2 separate regions of the Mus musculus genome follow, and region 2 is linked to region 1. The links are chromatin contacts, called in public promoter capture Hi-C maps. All regions are on one chromosome and are shown on one strand. Each heading gives the region's core, a stretch centred on a gene start, on an enhancer-like site or on the middle of the called end of the contact. The rest is flanking DNA. Distances are from core to core; before and after follow the strand shown.

What was found. Promoter capture Hi-C pulls out the DNA fragments that hold promoters and counts their contacts.
Region 2: a promoter capture Hi-C map of embryonic stem cells shows a contact between it and region 1, with 2.5 times the contacts expected there. The contact joins the enhancer-like site here to the promoter of Irx6 in region 1. A contact is called at or near these places in 2 of 39 promoter capture datasets (both in embryonic stem cells), 4 of 484 Hi-C or Micro-C datasets (embryonic stem cells and nephron progenitors), 3 of 115 datasets of contacts at active chromatin or transcription factors (all in embryonic stem cells) and 3 of 9 other capture datasets (adipose tissue, embryonic stem cells and liver).

The regions. Positions count from the first base shown.
Region 1 is chr8:92,670,016-92,676,577 of GRCm38.p6, reverse strand. Irx6 (Iroquois homeobox 6) reads right to left here and starts at 2,289. Exons shown (of 6, transcript NM_022428.3): 1 at 1,499-2,289; 2 at 276-524. The coding sequence starts at 1,543.
Region 2 is chr8:92,769,916-92,776,477 of GRCm38.p6, reverse strand. No RefSeq gene overlaps it. Among named protein-coding and RNA genes, the nearest start is that of Mmp2, 54 kb to the left of the region's middle. Within about 2 kb of position 3,972, at least 26 of the 459 cell types and tissues checked have an H3K27ac peak or open chromatin away from gene starts, as enhancers often do. A contact at or near this core is called in adipose tissue and embryonic stem cells, where this site is marked.

The DNA of each region.
Region 1 (6,562 bases), core at 1,040-3,539:
CAACTACCCACCTGAAAGTCAAGAATCATGTTGATTTACCTACCTTAATGAAGTATAAGAAGTACAAATGTTTCCTAAGCAGTGTGGAGTTCTACAAACTGCAAAGTGCTCTGAACTAGGATTTGTCCTTATTCACTATGCTGTTTCCTCAGCATTGTCTGTCCCATTTAGCTTGTCCCCAGACAAGGTCACAGTAGAGCTCATCTATGCTGATTGTCTATACTCCCAAGTCCCAATATTCGCCAAAGAGTCCCAGGCCCCATTCCATTACTTACCAGTGCGCCACACAGTGTGGGTGGCTCTGGGCCATAGGTCAGGTACCCAGGGTAACTCTGGGCAGCTGCATAGGGTGCTCCATAGATGCCCAAGGCAGCTCCCAGCTCTGGCCGAGCACTGCCCAGCAGCCGACTGTCATAGGGTGTACAGCAAAGAGTAGAGGCAGAGGTGGAGGCTGAGGCCACATCTGACACTGGCCGAGGGGCCGTTTCGCAGCAAGTGGCACTGGAACTTGCAGACACCAGAAACTACAAGAACAGGAAAGGAGTCAGTCATTAAAAGTTTAAAATCTAGAGGGTCCATCGACTGGCTGCAGCCAGAGGAGATTATGCAAGGAAGCTGCCTGATGCCTTTATTCCTTGTTCTACTAACCAAATACCACCAGGTGCAGAATCTCCCTGCTGAGCACTGGCATAGGGATTTCTCGATGACAATTTACCCAAATTGCTCTTATAGATGCCCCCAGGACATTGCTAGGGCTCCGCAGTCCTGGGGAACTTTGGAAATAAGACCAAATCCTTGTCTCTCCCCCTTCTGGGATTCTACAAAGGCAGAATTAAAAGTTAGCCTTCAAGACCATCACCAACATGTCATTCCTGTCCCCACTGTACTAAAAGGGAATCCACTCACGGTCAGAGTAGACCGGTCCAGGATCCCACAGCAGGTCAAAGGTCAACCTGACACTGAGTGCCAAGAGGGGTGTGTGTGTGTGTGTGTGTGTGTGTGTGTGTGTGTGTGTGTGTGTGTGACTATTTTGGAGATAATGGAGAACAGTGATGGGCATTCTCAGACTTCTCCAAGGAAAGCCTCACCACTGCACAACGCCCTGGTTTGGAAACTGGAGGGAAGCTGAAGTAGAGAGCTTAGAAAAGAGTGGGATTTGGGATCGGAGCAGAGGTCAACAAATGAGCAGTGCAGTGCCAATGCGCTGAAGTCCTTTTGTTTTCTCCTGAGAGTACCCTGGCCACCGAATCTGTCCAAGGGTAACCCTGACTACAAGTTCCCTCAGATCCCACCCACCTCGCACACAGAGTGCGTTTCAGGTGGCACTCAAAGAGTGAAAGCTCTCAGACTGGCATCAGGATGTCAGCGGGTGCTGTGGCACATTTCCCGGTCCGTGCTCTTTCTGACTTCCCTTGGGTCAAGGAGAAGAGGAAGCTCGGGGATTACTGGGCATCCCTCTAGCCTGCCTCTGCCACCCCCACCCCCTAACTCTACTCACCTGGGATGTGCTGCCATACGGGTGTCCAAAAGGTGAAAAGGCCATAGCAGGGCGTCTTCAGGGACTTGAGTCCCTCTTTCCTTTCGAGTCCCTTGCTCAGCTCTGTGATTCGATGACCCCAGCAGCGCAGCGCAGCGTCTGGTTTTCTTACAGGGCTGCAGGAGCTGGCCGCCAGTTCGTTGGCAGGAGGGGAGAGACGGGAGGCAGAATCAAAGGCAGAGGGGCTGCCGAGTTCTGCGATTGGTAAGGCACCCCTACGGCCTGTGGGTTCCAGAAGGCAGAGGGGCCCATGGATCGGCGGCAGAATTAGGAAGAAGGAGTAGGGTGCCAAAGGCGCGCAGGGGCAAGGTGAGGTACAGCGCAGCGTCGGGCTGTGAGGTTCCCGAGGTGTCCCAGTCCAAGGTGGCCAGAGGCTCAACGTGACGTCACGGTAATCCCCGGCCGCCAGAGGGGACCGCGGGCCCCGGGGCCCCGGGCCACCGAGTGTGCCAAGGGCAGCCAGCCCGTGTACATGCACGCACTCTCGGATACACTCGTTCTTGCTCTGCGAGGTTTGTGCAACGGGCGAGAAACGTCAAAGACCCTGACCCTCGACTCGCCGCTAGATCCTACCCTCTTTCGCCTGCAGCTCACGCGCGCGCGCGCACACAGACCCTCTCCAAATTCCCCGGGAGAAGTGGGAAATACGCCTCCCGGCGAGCCGTGCGGGCCCAGGGTGCAGCGTGCTCGCCTCCTCCCCTGCGGCCCCCGAGGAGGCAAGAGGCAAGCGGGGCGGCGAGGGAGGAGAGAATACAAAAGAAGAGCCCAGAGGAAACTGGGGGAGGCAGGCAAGGGGGGAGAAAAAGGAGGGAGAGGAGAGCTGAGGAGTCTGATGGCGGGGGTGGGGGGTGGGGGGAGTGGGGTGGGCGAGGGCTGGGAGGAGGCAGAGCCGGAGCAGGTGGAGGAGAGCAGGGGCTCGCAGGACCAGCCTCCAACTACAACCCATCTCCGCCTCTCCTCTGCATCAAAGTTTGTTGGCCCCTCCGTCCCGGGAGCTCTTAGGGTTGGACCAGCTCCAGCAGCTTTGATCAAGCCCCCCGGGCAGCCCATCTGTGTCCTTGGGGATGTGGCTTGGGTCTCAGTTTCCCCAAATCGTTGGCTAATCCCAGCCCTGGCCAGGTCCTTGACCTCTTGGGCGTCTCTGCAGAGGTCTGGCCCTGGGCTAGACCGACGAGCGCCCCCTCCAGATCGAGGTGCAGCCTCTGTAAGAGAGCTCCCATACACGCACCAAGTCTGATCCCTTGCATCTGTAGGCTGCCAGCCAAGAGTCTGGGCCATCTCCGCCAGAGGCCAGGCTTGGCTCCTTCCCGAGTGCCGCCAGCGGTGTCCGCCCCAAGCCCGAAAGCGGGGCGAAGGCTTCACGGCCCCAGGGCTACCTCTGCACTCCTCTTGGGGTGGCGCTGGCGAGCCGTAGAGGAGAGCTCCGGAGGGAGTAGCGCCAGGGACACTCAGCTGGGCCCAATGGTGTAATAAACTCCTTCGCTGGCTTTTCAAAAAAAAGCACCGATGCCTCTGGAAACAGGGGGTTGCTTGCAAGACTTCCGGACAGGGGTGGCCAGTTAGCAAGTGCTATAGATTTTGCACACTTACAGGCTGACACCATTCCGAAGACATGTCTAAGGATCAGGAGGGGCTTGCAGACTGGCGATGAAAGGTCTTAGGTGGCGCTGCTGCGGCACCAGGTGGGGTTTGCAATTCAGAAAGCCTTACCTTTCAGTCGCCCTGTCACAGCGCTAGTGCACTTGACAGGTCTTGGACGGTCCTAGATCTTTACTATACCTCCTCTAGGGGTTCCGGAGTTTGTTCAGGGACAATGTTTTATTTTTCTATTGAAACTCGAGACGGTGTGATCCAGGGGATACTGAGAGCTCTCAGTTCTTGCCAGGAGAAAGAGGCAAGGTTGGGGGCCCAGGCAGGAAGTCCCTCCACAAGTTTGCCTCTGGCCTCTGACTTGGCAAGCCACACCCAGTGACCTCTTTAGAATGGCACTCTAGGCTCAGCATCTGCTCACCTCTCACAGTTTATGTTTAATAGACAAGGAGCTTAAAGAGGGCACAAACCACAGATGAGTCTACAAATCCAGCTGCTGCCACAGGCCATGGTTACCTTGGTGAAACCTTGCTTTTAAACTGGGAGCGTCCTTGTAAGAAAAAGAATTATAGTCGTTGCCAGATTGACGTAGTGGTAAAAAGTCACGGTAATAAATAGATCCCTTGATTTCTCAAAACCCACTTTGGAGCAATCACCCCCTTATAGCTTGGATGTTGCTAAGCTCTCTCCCTCTTTTTTAAAGTGGGAATTGGAAAGGATTCATTAAGTTAGTCCCTTGGGAAAGATTACTACTAATTAATTAATTGCAAACATTTCCAGAGGGAAGGTATGTCAATTGTAAAGTAATAAAATTAGATAGTTGAAATACTTACTCAGCAAATTTGATTGCTTATTCCTCCCTAAGCAGAGGAAAATTTTTTTGACAGACAAATGGGGATGGTGGTGTAAAAAAAAAAAAAAGCATTAGCCCTGTCCCTTGGTGATATTGCAAAGTAGAAACTACCTTATAGGATTTATTGATTTTCCCAGTGATTTATAAGACCTCCGGGGTGTCAATGCTATGTGCAGGGGCTCTGGGCCTACCTCTTGTCTTTGCTCTATGATGTGAGAGAGCCAACAGAATTTGGAAAAGGAAACTCAAAAATTAGTGGGAAAACAAATCGGGAAGAAGAGCTGAGCCCATCACATCATTTTCCTTCTCCTGTACAAGTTGGCAACACACATGCGGAGCATGCTTTCTGTTGAGGCTCTGTTGTCTTCAGAGTTGCCCTACAGCGTGGTGTGGTGGCTTTTAGCTGGATGAATCCTGGGGGGAAAGATTAGCTCTGTCCCTTTTGTATTCACAACTGTGAGAGACCCTGGCTGAATGTATCCTTCCCAGGGGCAGGATGTAAGCCCAGCAACCCACCCCAGCCCCGGCGCTTGGTTGTTAGAATCCATCTTGAAGTATTTTGTGGGATTCCCTGACAATGATTATTATGTGCCTCATGAGAAAACAAAAGCATCAATTTAAGCCAATCTATCTGCCTCTGGCAGAGCCCTCTGGGGCAGGGAAGTCTCTTGGAATGTCTGATTCAGGAATTCTATAGAGTTTGCTTTCGGCTTCCTCTCTCTTTCCGGATTTTCACACCTATAGCCTGGTGCTCTGGGCTCCTCTATCATGTTAGCTTTTCATTGCTTTGCTCAATGATGATTAATTTATTTTTTGGGGGAAAAATCCCCAATTGTATACGGGTGCTCATAGACTCTTATTGAAGCCAGTAAATAAAACCGTCAAATAGAGATGCCCCCCCCCACACCCTGTTATATTGGAGGGAGTCAACAAAACTACTCAATGTCTTTTGAAAAACAACGATATTGGTTCTTTTGTGGTCTTGTACAATGTGTCTGCTGATTTTTCTAGCTGCTCATTAAAACTAATAGGAAGCAAAACTGCACAGAGGCCCGTTTGGACCACAGAGAACGCTAATCCTCAGTGTTCATTTGAAGTTTATATTGCTCCTTGTCAAGCGCACTGATGATCTTGAACAAGTGGAGTAAAAGCTGTGTCTTTGAAAAATAGCTTGAGGAACACCACCTTGAATGGGGATGGGGGGACCAACCAAACCGAGGAAAGCCGAACCATCCTGTAGTGTTTGAGATTTAAAACTGCCCTTGATTTCCCAGCTATTTATACAGATCACCAGAGCTTATGGGGAGGCAAAGAATAACTTCAAATTGCAGATACAGTGAGTGAGTTCAGGCACATAAGGGTAGAGTAGAAACCATGCTAAAATACATTAAAAAAAAAAAAGGATGGTGTATTTTTAGTGACTGTTTTTGAACTGAGAAGAATGAAATTTCCTCCACCCTATGCATGAATGAACAAGTGTATCTGGATAGATGCTGCATCTGGACAGATGCATCCATAATTTATACTGATCAGTCACCGCAGGTCTCCCCGAGTAAAGCCGAAATGAACACTAATTGTTTTGACGGAAGTAGTGTACACAGCATCTGATAGAGAAACACAGTGAGTCCCTGCCTTGCCTGAATACATATTGTGAACAGAAAGGCTGGCATCAGAAGGGGAAGAGAAAAAGGCAGCAATTCCCAGGCGAGGGTGCGGTGCAGCTCCTCTGGAAGGGGCAAAGAGAAAGGATTAACTTCTTAGAGATAGAGTATGAAATGCGCCTGGATTCAGAGAGCGTCGTTTGCCAGCATTGTATCTAGCTTAGTGCTAAAATGGATAGCTTGATAATAGCCTAATTCTTTTGTATTCTGTGAGCTCGGCAGCATTCCTAAGCACCTCTGCCTTTTCTTATTAGAGGCTCCCGAGGAGAACAGCGAGAGACGAGACAAAAGTCCAAGGTGCCACATAGCCAAGCAGATGACAGAGAAGAGGCCAGAATCCTGACCTCTGGATCTGGGGGCTTTCTGTAAAAGTGTTATTTTACATGCATAAAGTCAGATACAGTCACAAGAGGTTGCTGACTCCGGCTGAACTGTGTGAATTCGCAGTCAATGCCTCATGGTGACAGCGTAATTTAGTACAGAAAAATCTGAAAAGATGCCGCTGCGAACCAACAAGTTCCGGGAGGATTCTGCGTGTTTAGTGTTGGTCTGTTTTATGAAAGGGCTTACGGACAAAGCAATTCGGGAGTTCTAAACATTTGATGTGGTTCATTCATTAAGATATGGAGTGGCAGTCAAGAGCCAGCTGTAACTGATGAGCATATAAAAACGAGATGAGAGGAGGAAGAGGGAAAACGGCCCTCTTTAAGCAATACAGTGAAGATGGCATCTGCATGACTGTACTGATTTTAAAACAGTAATAGAGTTTAGTAACCGACTCTCTTCACCAAGAGGGCATTTTTTTTTCTCTAATTTGTGCATCACTGAGCGGGGCTTGCTGTATTAACGTGGCACTTTCTGCACAGTCTCTGAACAGAGCAATTCTTGATTATTTTTGTCCTGTGCATGTTGACATCTTTC
Region 2 (6,562 bases), core at 2,723-5,222, 98 kb before region 1:
AAGAGAACGAAACAGCACATGTCTGTCTTCAGGAAGCTCATGAGTTGGTGAGAGACACTTGACCTGCACATGCACAAGAGCACAGTTAATGACATGGCAGAAGGTGACACAGAGCACCAGAAAAAATAGTGAGGGTGGGAAATGCTACCGTAAGGTGATTATTTGTATAGGGAGATCAGAGAAGTCATCTATGGAAAAGTGGCCAAACAGAGACTTGAGTAGGAGAAGAAGGAAAGGAGGAAGGGAGGGAGGGGGAGAGAGAAGGAGGGAGAGAAAGACATAGAAAGAAGCATAGACTTGAGGTTGGGAGGGAGGAAACAGAATTCAAGGCACAGGCAACAACCAGTGCAAAGGTCCTGAGGTTAGTATATATTTGGCTTGTTGAAAAGTTCTGTGAAGCCAGAACCACAGGAACAGCTATGCTGCAGAGCCAAGTGCTCTAAGGAGAAGAGAACACAGACAACAGAGATCTTGGAAGCCAGGGAAGGGAGGTACACTATGTTGAGCCTTACAGATCATCAGTGAGAGCGACTTCTTGCTGAAGATGCTGGAAGGCGTCTGCTCCATTCTCACAGCAGCCTTCTTCCCATTCTTTGTTAGAATCACACCATCATCTTGTTCTTATGGAGTTCAAAGCCAGGGGTGGGGTGTTGTGTTTTATAAAAGAAAGGGAAACACCATATGCTTGGTGGAGGCGTGGTGTGGTGTGGAGCAAGGAGGTGCCTCTGCAGGCCCATGCTGAGGCATCCCTTCCCCCTGAGGGACCAGTCATATGACTGTATAGTATAGAATGAGTTTACTCAGGCATGGGGAGTGGGAGATAAGGGAGTAAAGACAGAAAAAGGCAGAGAGAGAGAGAGAGAGAGAGAGAGAGAGAGAGAGAGAGAGAGAGAGAGTAGAGGATTAGAGGCTGGCCATGAGCACATGGAGAGAGAGGGAGGAGGGGGATGGGGAAAGCGGGAGAGCAGGAACAGGAGCAAGAGGACAGAGCAGGAACAAAAAAGCAAGAGAGAGAGGTGGGGGCAAGCAGCCCCTTTTACAGTGAGTCAGGCACATCTGGCTGTTGCCAGGTAACTTTGGGGCGGAGCCTAGACTAAATGCCAACACGGGGTGGGGGCAGGTATTCACTGCTTTGACAACATCCTGGCAAGAGAAACTTAAGCAAGGGAGGGTTTATTCTGGGTCGTGGTTTCAGGGCATTCAACCCACTCTTGTTGAGGAAAACAAATGTCAGCAGGAGCACAGGACAGCTGGTCACACCTGTTAAGAGTCCAGTTAAGAAGCAGGGAGAGATGAACGCTGGTGGTCAGCTCGCAGTCTCCTTTCTATTCATCTTGAGACTCTGGTCCATGAAATGATTTTACAGCATTGAAAGTGAGGCTTCCTTATTCGTCTCTATATTTCTGGAAATATTCAACAAACAAATCCAGAGGCGTGTTTCCATGGTGATTTCAAATCATCGCAAGGTAGATATCATTACTCAAAGATAGGAGTCCCTCTTGTAATATGACAGAGGAGGGGACAGGAAAACTGTCTTCTGCTGTCCACCAAGAAGGGGCAGTGAGGGGTGGGACTGACTGGTAGCAGGAGGGGCCCATAAGGAGATCAGTGAAAGAATTTTGGAGAGTAAAAGGGCCTCTGCTAAAAACATGGGGCCTGATTGGTGGACAGCAAAGGTAGGATCTCCCAAGAGCCTCTTTCCTCTTCCTGATATCATGCAGGCTCAGTGGTAGGTAAAGCAGGATGTGGCAACTGGGAAAGACCACATGGCTTTTGTTATCCTTCTGAAGAGGGACTCGTGGATTTGGGGCTGCTAATACTATAGTTATCATGGTCCTGGATTGTAGCTTAGTAGCAAAACACACACTCAACCTAATGCCAGCCCCCGCCTCATCATGAGCAGCCAAAACCAAAGTTCAGTACTTTGCAAGCTAAAAAAAAAATATGACAATTTCTTTGGCAAGAGTGACCCAGGTAGGCCTGGAAGAGGCACATAGCTTCTAGAAATAGTTTTCAAGTAGGTGCGAGGAAAGGAAGAGAGAAGATGGAGATGGATCTGGTGGCTGAGCTCTGCATCTTCGCGTGGGATGCTGGCCAGAAGGCTGAAGCCTTGATGGTTCTCTGTGCTAAAATGGGACTCGAAGAAGATTGGCCATGACTGGATAATACCCATGCCTACTCAAGGATCTCGCTTTGCTGCCAGAGCAGGCCAGAGACAAGTGGTGGCTGCTCCAAGTCAGTCCTCTCCTAGGAGAATAAGCAGAAGTATCTAAAGCAACATAAACTTGAAAGTGAGTGTGGAAACGCTTGATGGGAAGTGAGCTGGGGAGTCTGTGAGTTCCTGCAGCGGGCAGAGCAGAAGGATTTTGCTCTTCTGCAAGCTAGTTTCTCAGGGTGACTTAGAGGAGTCTCCCCCTTTGTTATCTCTCCTTCACACAAGTCTCCCTGCTCCAGAACCCTCTTTCCTTTTAGGGCTGCAGATGTCGCTCAATGATAGAAACCTTGTCTGACATCCACCAAGCCCCAAGTTTGAAGCCAGAGCATGGCCAAAGCAAATAAATAAATGGGCTGTAACATATTTGTACATCCCAATACTAGTGCGAACGAAGGGCAGCTTCGCCTCCTGTAGCCTCCAGCAGTATGTAGGTCCTTAGGTCTGGCATACCTACCTGTCACCTGAGGTCCTTTGCCTGTCATCTCTGTCCCTGACACTTGAAGCAAGCCTCCTTTCTCTTCTCTATATTGTTCTTTTTTATTTTTATTTTTTCACCTTGGTCTACCTTTCTGGTAATCAGGGCATCCAGAGCAGACTGAATAGAATAGTCCAATAGAAAACAGGAAGTGGGGATGGCAGGGCTGAGTCAGTTCGTTCTCAGCATCCAGATGAGCTTTCCAGACCTGTAACACTTTCATCTGCAGTAGGGTTATACAAGGAATGCCAACAACGTGTGTGTGTGTGTGTGTGTGTGTGTGTAGTGTCGGAGTGGGAGGCAGAGGCTGGATGTGTTTGTCTATTTTTGTTGTTGTTGTTTATGTTGTGTAGCTAAGGCTGGCTTTGAATTCTGATCTTCCAGTCTCTGCCTCTTAGGTGCCAAGATTACTCTTAGTTAGTGGTAACCACATGAGTTTTCTTAGCCTCGAGGTCCATGCAGAAGCAAGTGGGGTTTCTGAGCTTTGCAGTCTGCCTTTGCTGAGGGTTCAACACTCCCAGACTCCTTACACAAGCTCATTCCGGGCTTTATTCCCCGACGGCCAGTCTTGCCCGCGAGCCCCGCTGCTAAAGGATCGCCACATCCTTCAGATCCCGAAACATTGTCCAGCTTGCTCCAATTACTCTCTGCTGCCACCAGGAGTTAAATATTCCCATCATGCCTTGACCCTTTCGAGCAAGTTTGATGGTTGTATCACGAAACAGCGGCCAGGCGGTTTAATTGAATCTCTTTATGTCAAGTGCAAGCAGCCATCTGTGCTGAATAGCAATGTGGAGCCCTTGCGGAGACTTATTTCCTCTTTCAAGTGCTTTGCTGCCATTCAAGACCATGCTTGCAGAAGGGTGTGCTTGGTTTCCTCTGCTTCATACTGGAAAACATCAGATGCTATTGGGAGCTGAAGGCTCATTAGCAAAGCTGAGTTGTCCTGGGAACTGAAAGTAAACCCTAGGCAGATAGATACTCAGGACAATTACCTCCCACGACTTTCTTCCCTAGCTACATCCTTCCCCTGTCTTGTCTCTGTAGGCTGTCTTGATTCTACTGCATGGACACTTTCCTATCTCTGGGTCCTCTGATGATTCTGCCTCATGTTCTGGAATCTAGTAGTCCATCTGAATTCTGCTCTGGGGCTCTTCCACCCTGAGAGCTGGGATGAACGATCTGTCAGCATTGACACGCTAGGCAAACGTCAGAATCAGTCACTCTCCAGTCTTTAGAATTTCCACCCTGAATAGCGGCTCACTTCTACTCACCGCTCATTGGCTGAAACAAGTCACATGAGCACATCTACCAGAAGCAAGCTTCTTAAATGTATGTCTTGAGCATTAGCGTGTTTCCCCTTCCAGTCCTAACACCAGCAGCAGCAGCAGCAGCAGCTACTCAACGCCACCAGTCTTTAGCAGAAGCTCCCATCTGCACTCTCGAAACTCGCTCTCAGTTCTTTCTCCCAATTTGCCTTCCATTCTCAGGTCAGAATAACTCTTACATCACAGCCTTTCCCTAGTTTCACTTTCACTAGTTTTCATTTGCTCCGGAGCCCCAGCCTCCTGTCTTTCATGTAGTCTGTAGGTCTCTGGGCTGGGAACCACCCTTCCATGATTCTCTCCTCCTATCTCCTCCTAAATCCTGGAGTGTTGTGGATGGCTCAGCCCTGCTTGTATTTTTATGTTAATTCCGCTCTCCCTAGAGGGGTTGTCTGGAATGAAAAAAGAATCACCTACTCAGGTGGCTTCTTGAGACCCTCCCCAAATGAATAAATGGACCAATCAGCGGGAGAGTAGGCGGGACTTCTGGGTTGGATGAAGAAAGAGAGGAAGCAAGAGCATTAGGTCTTTTTTGGACAGGGGTAACATGAGGACAAGAGGTAATTATGAGTGTCTCCTGGTTTCAATGGCGGATGTGTCAGGATGTACCACCAGTGGATTTAGATTTAATAAGGCTTACAAGTTAGGATTTTAGTTGTTGTGCCCAGCAATAGAGTTACTATTGTTTCTGAACTAAGTTTGTGTGGCGTTTTCCTTCACGCGGACCAGATGTGTACCACAAAGACCATGGGGCTGGCATGGTAGCGACCCGCCAGTGAAAACTTAGAGAGCTGGGCAGAGACATTTCAGGAGCTCTGGGCCAGAGAGTCTCCGTGAGTTAAAAACAGGTCGGCCATTGCCCACCAGTGCATGGCCAGCCATGCCGCCGAGGTATTTCCCGAAACACTCGAGTTCAGGATCTTTCCAGTTTCGTTTTCCCTACCTAGAAAGCACCTCATCCCATCACCTTCCCACCATGTTCCTGATGATTCTTCACTGTTAGTTGGCTATCCATTTGTTAAAGTCTCAAGCACACACAGATTTCTGTGTAAGATTCCTTGTAGTGAGAAGTTCGCGTTTTTTGCAATTTATATTGTCTATAAGCTCCACAAAGGTAAAAAAGCCTTGTTGTGCTTTCTGTTCACATAGCCTAAGGGCCTAGGGCAGCACTTCATTACCATTGCTCTTACTCATTGTCATAGTTACTGCCCTATTGCTATGAAGAGACACAGTGACCAAGGCAATTATTATAAGAGGAAGCATTTAATTGGGGCTTTCCTACAGGTTCACAGGTTTTGTTCATTATCATTTTGGAGGGGAGCATGGTAGCTTATGGGGAGGTGCTGGAGCAGGAGCTGAGAACTACATCTTGTTAGAGAGAGAGGAAGAGAGAAAGGGAGAGAGACAGACAGAAAAACAGACAGACTAGGTCTGATATGGCTGAAACTCCAAAGCCCAATGCTATTGACACTCTTCTCCAACAAGAGCACACCTGTTAACCCTTCCAATCCTTTCAAGTAGTGCCACTTCCTGGTGACTAAGCATTCAAATATATGAGCCTATGGGGGCCATTCTTATATTAACCACTATATTAGTAACGTGAAGCTAGGTATGGTGGTATATTCTTGTAATCCCAGAACTTGGAAAGCTAGGACAAGAGGATTGTGAGTTTAAGGACAGTCTGGGTACATGGTGAGACTCTGTCTCAAAAAGCCAAGAGCTGAGGACGTAGGTGTGCAGTGGAGCACATGCCTAACATGTACAAGATTCTAAGTACAAACTCCAGTACCACACATAGAAAATTAGTCCATTTGTTTATTAAATAGTTTTTCTTCAGTCATTCCCCTGTTTCTGTCTGCTCAAATCAGACAGTTAGCTTAACTCTGGTTAATTCAAAACAAAGCCAAGTTGTTGGAGTGGACCATCTTGGCATGTCCACCACATTTTCTGTCACTTCACAGTCACTAACAAAGCTGTCATTCATTCTACCAAGACCTCCTCCCTGTAGACCTGTGGTCATCATACATCTTCAACACGTGGGAGTTGAATGAACTTGCATCGCATCAAGTGGAATTCATCTTGTCTGAGGTTGATGTAGAACAAAGGCTGCACATGTCTGACAAAATACTGGAGAAAACCACTTTAGGGAGGTGGTTTAGATGTTTCATCCACAATCCTTGACAGTCTTGGGCCGTGGTGAGGCAGAGCATGAGACAGGAGCATGTGGGTGGAGAACAGCTGACTGACATCTCATGTCCAACTTGGGTAAAAGGCAGAGGAGCTGGGAACAAGATGGAACAGTTGAGATATATCCCAGCAAACTACTTCTTCCAAATAGACACACCTCCTACTCCTCACTGTCTCACAATAAATCCATCACATTATGAACCCTTTAAGGGATGAATTCATTCATTTGAACAGATCCCTTGGAATCTAATCATGTTCCCAAAGTCCATCAGCTGGCAACTAGGATCCCAGTTCATGATCTGATGAAGGATATTTTATATTCAAACCACACCAATCTCTCTATTGTTCCCCGTGGGTCTG